2 separate regions of the Sus scrofa genome follow, and region 2 is linked to region 1. Evidence: chromatin contacts called from public Hi-C data. All regions are on one chromosome and are shown on one strand. Each heading gives the region's core, a stretch centred on a gene start, on an enhancer-like site or on the middle of the called end of the contact. The rest is flanking DNA. Distances are from core to core; before and after follow the strand shown. Region 1 holds the start of MAN2A1 (alpha-mannosidase 2). Region 2 has its middle 270 kb from the start of TMEM232.

Region 1 (4,194 bases), core at 284-2,783:
AGTTCACCGGCCAGCAGGTGACCACCCCAACAGGCCTGGGTACGAGCACAGGAACACGGCCATTTCCTATGAGCACGATCCGGCCACCGCATGCTGCCTAGTACTTTGTTAACTCCGCGCGCCCGGGAGGGGGTGGCTCCGGGATCGCGGTCACCGCCGTCCGAATGCTGCGGAGCGGGGGTTGGAGAAGGATTCATGCCTCCTCCAGTTCGGCCTCGCCTAGCCGGGGCGCGGAGCCCCGGCGGGAGAGAGAGGTCTCGTAGCAGTGGGTAACTACGGGCCCCCATGCCTACTCTCTCGGAGCCCCGCGCCCTCGCTCCCGGTGCTTACCTGGGGAAAGGAGCCCTCGCGGCGCGGGCTCTTGGGGTAGTCTAAGTGACCCCGGTCCAGCATCAGGTAGAGCGAAAAGATGACCACACAGAAGATTGCGCTGCCAAACACGGTGAACTGGCGGCTCAACTTCATTTTTCCTCGATAGACTCAAGGCCAGGGCACTGTCCTCACTAGGAGGAGGAGGAGGCAGACACCGTGGACTCCTGGAAGCGGCCGCCGGAGGCTCTCTGCTCCCAGGCTCGTTGTCCCCGCGCTCTAGGCTGTGGATGCGGGTCCCAGACGCGGTCCGCACCTTATCTCCGGCGCCACCACGCGCCCTTGGCCTTCGCCCCGGCCTGCCGCCCTCCCGGGGGCCGGGCGTTGCTCCCGAGGCGGGACCTGCCTGCAGCCCGGAAGGGGCCCGCTAAAACTTAATCTCGACCTCAGCGCCGGCACCCGGCAGGGCGCGCAGGGCAGGCAGAGAAAAGGTCGCTGTCTGGACTTCCTGCCACCGTCGCCCCGACCAAGTCGGCAGGAAAAGTTTTCTCGATTAGGGCAGGTGTGTCCTCTTCACCCAGGAGGTGCAGGCTTGGAGGCTCTGGGGTCGGTGGCGCGGAGCTGGGTCCAAGGAACCGTGGGGAAGGAAATCAGGTCGGGAAGAGCCGGGCCGCACAACTTAGCGCCGGGACAGCCGGGCCCGCCCCCGCGGTACAGCCCCCGCCTCCCGGGACTGAGCCCCTTCCTGCTGCCGCCGCCGCCGCCGCCGCCGCCGCTGAGACCAGGCCGGCGTGCACCCCGGGAGCGGGGACTCACGGGTCGGGCAAGAGTTTCCTCCAAGCGCGCGTCCACCAGCCGGCTCCTCCCGCCCCCCGCCGACCCTTCTTCTCCCTTCTCGGACCCGGGCTGCGCCGGGAGGGCGCAGGGGGCGGGCGGCGGCGGCGCGCGGAGGAGGAAAAGGAGAGCAACGGGAGGACCGTCCCCGGAGAGAAGCCCGCTCCAGCTGCAGCCGCGAGTCCCCTCCCTCCCTCCCGCTCCGCAAACGCGTAGATGGCGGCGGCAGCTGCGAAAGGAAACGCCGGTTCTCCAGCGCCACTCGGTGCTCCTGCACCGCCCGCCACAAGCAGGAGACAGCGGCGGTGCAGTGGCCGCTGGGTCAGTAGGCGCCCGCAGCCCGGGAGCTGAGCAGGCAGCGGGCCCCGCCCCCTCCCGACGCGCCGGGATGAGGGGGCGGGCTCCCTGGCGCCCAATCACAACGCGCCGCCCGCCGGCCCGCCCGGCGACGGCCTCCCGGAGCCCCTGCGATGGGAAGACCTCAGACGGCTTTTGTGACCTGGGAGGGAGTGTAGCCGGAGTTGCGGCCCTGAGAGGCGGTGAGGCTGTGCAGTCCGGGTTCTGCTGAGCTTTCTCCCCACTTCCTTTTCGCTGCCCAGTTTTCCTGTCCTTGATGTCCCGGGCCTGGCGTGTCTTGGACGGAAACTCGGTGAGGAGAAAGAGAACGGGGCTGCGAATTCTGTTCAGACTAATCTTTTACTCCATTGCTGTTGGCAACTTCTGGTGAAACCTGAGGGAAAGGAGCCTGCAGAAGGACCCTCCAGAAAGGTGTAGAAATCTGGCTACAAAATCTGTGAGGGGAGCTTGAGAAGTGATGCTTGTGCCGGTTATTGATTTATTTCCTCAATTCCAAATTCACCCTTTTTCACTGTACTGTGAAAATGGATCTGGGCCTTTGAAAATAAGTTTTCCTTTGCCAGCAGGGGCTGGATCTTTGATAGGAGAGGATACTGAAGAGACATTACGGGAAGAAGGGTGTTTTCCTACGTGGTGTTGGTAGGCAGGCTCTTGCAGCAGCAAATCTGGCTTTTTTCCAGTGCCAAGCTCCTATAGTGCTCAGGGACCAGCGATTTCCTTCCATGTCCCCAGCTCTAGTGATTTTTATGGTAAAGGCCCTGGAGAGAGACACTACCTCAATGAATAGCTTTCTGGCACCTTAGAGGCAAAATGTGTAGCAAGTTCCAGGCAGTCAATTTTCAACAAGTTCTGCAGGTGTGGCACCACAGTGACTTCTCTGCTATTCAGTGAGCCAGGCTGTGCCCTCTCCAGGACTGTCTGTATCTTTGCCGTGGGAAGGTTTGGGGAAGCTCCTTGAGAAGGCTATCTCCCAGCCTAATGGTTATTATAAAATTAGCTCCTTATACCTGCTATTTCTGTATTCTCGAGGGGTCTCTTCTCACTAGTGAATCTCATTACTCCAAAACCCTGTTTTATCTTTTTATTAAGTTTACCTGTAGTCCCAAGAGATAGACTTAAAAAGACACAATTAGGAGTTTGCTTTGATTGGGTCTTTGGGTTTGAGTTTAGTACTGAATTCCTTGCCGAAGGGATATAAGACACTGGTGATTCATGCTGTAGGAGGCATCCCAGTTAACCTGTAGCTGATTGTGATGAAGTACCAAGTGCCTTAAAGCACCAAATGGCAGCTACAGTGGCCTCTTAAGGCTGTAAGGTGACTATAAAGACTATGGTGTGAGAGTGGTTCTTTTGAGTTCCTTTGAATGCTTACAAAGAGAAATGATAAGCACATTTTAAAGGAACCATTTTAAAGGACGCTCTTATTGACTGGCAATGAAGTGATATTGCTGAAAATCAAACACAAAATTACCGAATTACAACTACTGTTGAATTGACAGGTATGCTAAGTTTCTCCTGTAAAAGCTAGGGACTTGTTAAATGATAGAATCCCCAAACTTGGGATGGATTAAACCCAGGTGAAACTGACAATCTAGAACCCCCCAATTCAATCTGAGCCTCTCTTACTAGTGGAAGTAGCTTGCCCTCTAGTTTCTGAGGTAGGCTTCCTCTGCTTGAAAACTCACCTGGGGCAGATGCCTTAAGAGGAAATTTGCATTCTCCTTAAATTCCGGATAGGAGTTCCTATCATAGCACAGCAGAAACAAATCCGACTAGGAAACACGAGGTTGCAGGTTCGATCCCTGGCCTCGCTCAGTGGGTTAAGGATCTGGTGTTGCCGTGAACTGTGGTGTAGGTAACAGACAGGGCTCGGATCTGGCTTTGCTGTGGCTGTGGCGTAGGCCAGAAGCTGTAGCTCGGATTCGACCCATAGCCTGGGAACCTCCATGTGCTGTGGGTTCGGCCCTAAAAGGCAAAAAAAAAAAAAAAAAAAAAAAAAATCCATGGTAATCAACCTGGACTACCAGTATACCCACAACGAGAACCAAATTCCAGCATGCTCCTGGTGTATAGGTACACCCTATGATGGAGGAAGATGTAATTACACACTAAAATAATTTCAAGACTTTGCTAACATAAAGGCAGAAACCTGGCAAATGTGTAGGTGTGGATTCTAAACCTGTTAGACCATGGTGGATAGAATATACTACTACAGTGAGCCAAATTTATTGTTATGGTGTTAATTATATGTTAGCTCATGCAGCTAGAGGTGGTTCTAATAGCTTACTTGATTGATGGAAACTTGGACTAATTGATTGCCAAGAGTTTATGAGGTTGAAATGCCAGAGCTTCCCTGACATAATATGGAACAGGAAATCAAAAAGCCTAGGGAAATATTCTGTTGGAATTATATGTAATATGCATACCCTTCCCCCAAATGTGTTCCATGCAAAGACACTCCCTGCACTAAAGAATTGAGAAATACATTAGTGAGAAGACAGGCATCTTCGAAAATCTCTGTGGAGATTCACCTCTGTAGGCCATGTATGACAATAAAGGATACCACTATTGAGGTAGACTCACTGATATCAGTAGGGATAACAGGATCCCAGAGTAGCAGAAGCCAAGCAACACTTAACCGCCAAAGATAATGTAGTCCATCTGCCTTATTAAAGGGCAACAGGTGTGTACAGG
Region 2 (4,511 bases), core at 334-2,833, 580 kb before region 1:
ATTCTTTCAGAAGAGATCTAGGTATGTGAGCTGTAAAGCTTATTCAATTTGGGGGACTTTTAAAGAAGAAAAATATTAAAGTGGGAATACAAATTAAGTATAGAGTATAGAATGTGTCAAAAGCACAAAGTGATTCATTTTTCTTTATATCAAAACACTGCAAAATTTAAAGACATTAGACATTATCTGTTAGATTACAGTGAGCAAATCTTATAGTGGGCTTTTCTTGTGTTTTTGGCAACCATTTCTTTTTCTTTTGGTCATATGCATGTGGATTTACTTTTGAAAGTTACCTTTACTCCACTGTTTTGGTGTAATTGTCAATCAGGGTACACTGACCTCCTCTAGAGATAAGTGTCATTCACTTTAGGCCATCTGAACATCTCAACTTTGAATCTTGAGTTAATGGACAGAAGCATAAAAATCACAACCTTGTTACTTGTCATCCACAGCATGTTGATAAAACTATTACTCACTCCTGCCATCCAGCACCCCTGAGCTGTACCTGTTCCCACTCTGCCAGACGTGGTTCCCTTCAGTCCTTTTAATAATTATGGTACCATCTCACACCCTTCTGATAAATTCCCTTCTAGTTAAATTACTCAGGCTTTGTCTATATTGTTTGCAACTAAAGAAAACCAATTTATGCATGTGCATCAAGTTAGTGAGATGGTAGATGATTTTAAGAGTAATTAGCTCCATAATATGCCTCTGCTTCCCTAGTAGTACAAACATTATTGTATTATTTAGATTCAAGTTCTGAAAGAGCTGTTTAAGTGGAAGTTGATACTTTGTGACACTGCAACAAGAGGTAAAAGATGTAGTTACGAAGCAACCTCAAGCAACACCTGTAATCTTCTGTATATGGAGAAAGTGATGGATTAATGAGGCAGGTCTGGTGTTCCTAAATCCTGAAGGATTTAAAACTGGGATTACAAACTGAAATGTTGTTAGTGAATGAGCACTGATGCAAATGAGTGAGTCATCCAATATATGCTTACTTCCGTGAAGAAATAATGCCCATTTCTCTTCAGCTTTTCCTGTCTGTCTTTTCAGTTTCTACCTTGGATAGAGACATGTGCAGAGACATATTGCTGGACTCTAAGGAAAACACCAGTGACAGTTTAGTGATGAATGGCAACTGAAACTCACCCACTTTTCTAGGGAAACAATGGGATCATAAAGACTCAAGAAACTGGAGAATATATGCCCTTTACATGAAGCAACATTCCTGATTTTTTTTTTTTTAAAGTGGTGAGAATTATTACTTTTCTTAAATGTACAATAATCTGTTTTTATATTTTGGCAACTAATCTAATTTAAAAACTAAAACAAAAACAAAAACAAAAAAACAGTGCGTCAGGCCAGGAAAACAAGTAAGCATTCTGTTCCCAAACAATACTAGAAGCTGGGTTGTGATAATGAGTCTGGATTGGAGGCATGTAAAACATTTACTGACCACAACACTTAAGCAAACAAAATATTTTTACAAAGTAAAATCATAAGCTAGAACAAGCCAAGCCAGTCATGGAATAAATCTCTGGGGGTAGCCTGGTGGAGCCTCCAGGGCCCAGCAAGTGATGAACAGTATGCAGAGAGAGGAACACTCTTCTAGTGCTGGCAGCTCTGGAGGGCATTTTGATGCACTTTGCTAGGCCAAATAAGTGAATCATGTCTGCGTCAGGAAGTGGTTTGATTACCTCATTATGTATACATTACAAATAATTTTTTTTTCTTTATAGGGCCACACCTGCAGCATATGGAGGTTCCCAGGCTTGGGGTCAAATTGGAGCTTACACCACAGCCACAGCAATGCTGGATTTGAGCCACATCTGTAACTTACACCACAGCTCACGGCAGTGCCAGATCCCAGGCCTTGCTCAGTGGGTTAAGGATCTGGCACTGTCGTGAGCTGTGGTGTATGTTGCAGATGTGGCTTGGATCTGGCATTGCTGTAGCTCTGGCATAGGACAGCAGCAACAGCTCTGATTAGACCCCCAGCCTGGGAACCTCCATATGCCACCAGTGTAGCCCTAAAAGAAGACAAAAGACAAAAAAATAAAAATAAAAACATACTAGTCAGGTTCGTTAACCACTGAGACACGACGGGAACTCCAGAAATCAAAAATTTTAAAGTAAATATTGATATTCCAAATTTATGAACTTATTCCTCCCAGGGCTTGGAGTGCTTGAAGCTAAAAGAAAAGAATGCTGTATCCATGTCAAGTTGTATTTAGACTACTGCATTTTACAACATGGGTTACCTGGAAAAATGAACCATTGTTTTGCCACTGAGCATCTTCAAAGAAGAGAATAAGATTGACATCACTGTTCACATCCATTAGTCAAACTACAGTTGCTTTGGACAGGTAGTTTCCAGAATGCATCAGTCTCATTTACACCCAACAGAAGGAACATACAGTGTGCCTTTTTTTTTTTTTTTTTTTTTTGCTGTGACATGAGGATCCCAGATACTAAGGCAGAAAGTGGTTTTTGACACAAAATGCTTTTAGGAAAAAGACTGGAAGTAGGAGGTGAAATGAAGAGTAAATTTTCTGTATGCTAATGATTATAGAGAAAAAAGGAACAATCCAATTGTACTTAGGGGCTAGACCAAAATAATTGAGCAAACAAAATAATACAGCAGGAAATCAACGGATCTGATAAACAGTGAAACAGTGATTTTCCCCAAAGAAATGCCACATAGCTCTAAGTGTGTCTAAGAATGTAGAAGATTTTTCTAATTCTTGGAAGTTTTTGTTCTAATAAATGCCACTATACTATTTACCAATTTTAAGTTGTTCATTTCTTGTACCCCAGGCATTCTGCATGCCTAGATTTAAAATAAACCTAATTAATTTGGATTCTGGAATATATACAACCTGAAAGTACAAGAATTTGCTAACTTGGCTTTTCCTGCCCATTGATGTACTGGGCAGGATGTGTGTTTTATCTGTTTTTCATGATTAACTCTATGTTCCCAGGCTTCTATTACCTAGGTGAAATACACCAGCTCCAGGAGAGTAAATATGATTATTAATACAGAAAAATAATACATTATTTATGTGAGCATATTATGATAATGTGGTAGGTAATATGTTCAATATCTCATTTAAATTTTAATTCTCATGTTGAAATGTCAGTTGAATCATGACATGTCACTTCTGCTCTTATATATAGGAAAACTAGCTTAAGAAGTTAAAATATTGGCTCAATATTGCACATTTTATAGGTAGAACAGCCAGAATTTGATATTAAATCTGCCTAATACCAAATTATGCATTTTCCACTCATCTATGCTGTCTTGAGGCAGAATGAGTGAGAGTTGACAGATAAGAGGGAAACTGTTCTAAATATGATAGTCAACATTTAAATATCTCATCAAAAAAATAAAGTATCTAGGAATACCTGCCCACGTAAGGAGGCAAAAGACCTGTACTCCAAAACTTATAAGATGCTGATGAAAGAAACTGAAGACACAAACAGATAGAAGGATATACCTTGTACTTGGATTGGAAGAACAAATATTGTTAAAATGACTATATGACACAAGGTAATCTACAGTCCCTATCAAATTGTCTGTGACATCTTTCACAGAACTAGAACATAATTTTTTAAAAATTTATGTATATGGAAACATAAAAGACCCTGAAGAGTCAAAGAAATCTTGAGAAAGAAAAACAGAGCTGGAGGAATCAGGATCCCTGACTTCAGACTATACTACAAAGCTACAGTCATAAAACCATTATGGTACTGGCACAAAAACAGACATATAGATCAGTGGAATAGGAGAGAAAGCCCAGAAATACACCCATACACTAATGGCCAATTAATCCTGACAAAGGAGGCAAGAATACACAATGGAGAAAAAAATTCTCTTCAATAAGTGGTGCTGGGAAAACTGGACAGCTATACATAAAAGATGGAATTAGAACATCTTCTTACAGGAGTTCCTGTCGTGGCTCAGTGGTTAATGAAGCCGACTAGGAACCAAGATGTTGAGGGTTCCATCCCTAGCCTTGCTCAGTGGGATGGGGATCCAGTGTTGCTGTGAGCTGTGGTGTGGGTTGCAGACATGGCTCAGATCTGGCATTGCTGTGGCTCTGGCATAGGCCAATAGCTACAGCTCCGACTGGACCCCTAGCCTGGGAACCTCCATATGCCGTGGGTGCAGCCCTAGAAAAGACAAAAAAAAAAAAAAAAAAAGAAATATTCTTACACCATACACAAAAATAAACTCGAAATGGATTAAAGACCTAAATGTAAGACCAGAAACCATAAAACTCCTAGAGGACAACATAGGCAGGACAATTTTTTTTTTTTTTTAATGACTGCACCCATGGCATATGGAAGTTCCTGGGCCAGCAGGGACTGAATCCAGGCTGCAACTATGTTAACACCAGATCCTTTAACCCACTGTGCCAGGCTGGGATTGAACCTGTGCCTCTGAAGCAACCAGAGCTGCTACAATCAGATTCTTAACCCACTGCTTCACAGCAGGAACTTCAGGG

Evidence for each region. Hi-C and Micro-C count contacts between places; a contact is called where the count stands out from the background.
Region 2: a Hi-C map of embryonic fibroblasts shows a contact between it and region 1, with 2.4 times the contacts expected there. The contact joins the enhancer-like site here to the promoter of MAN2A1 in region 1. A contact is called at or near these places in 4 of 5 promoter capture datasets (fetal liver, fetal skeletal muscle, liver and 1 more), 4 of 47 Hi-C or Micro-C datasets (embryonic fibroblasts, fetal heart ventricle, mesenchymal stem cells and 1 more) and 1 of 2 datasets of contacts at active chromatin or transcription factors (skeletal muscle).

Annotation. Positions count from the first base shown.
Region 1 is chr2:114,673,125-114,677,318 of Sscrofa11.1, reverse strand. It overlaps MAN2A1 (alpha-mannosidase 2), which reads right to left and starts at 1,533. Exons shown (of 22, transcript XM_003123823.6): 1 at 331-1,533. The coding sequence starts at 465. PJA2 (E3 ubiquitin-protein ligase Praja-2) reads left to right here and starts at 1,558. Exons shown (of 12, transcript XM_021085401.1): 1 at 1,558-1,792.
Region 2 is chr2:115,254,918-115,259,428 of Sscrofa11.1, reverse strand. No RefSeq gene overlaps it. Among named protein-coding and RNA genes, the nearest start is that of TMEM232, 270 kb to the left of the region's middle. Within about 2 kb of position 1,583, at least 3 of the 83 cell types and tissues checked have an H3K27ac peak or open chromatin away from gene starts, as enhancers often do. A contact at or near this core is called in embryonic fibroblasts, where this site is marked.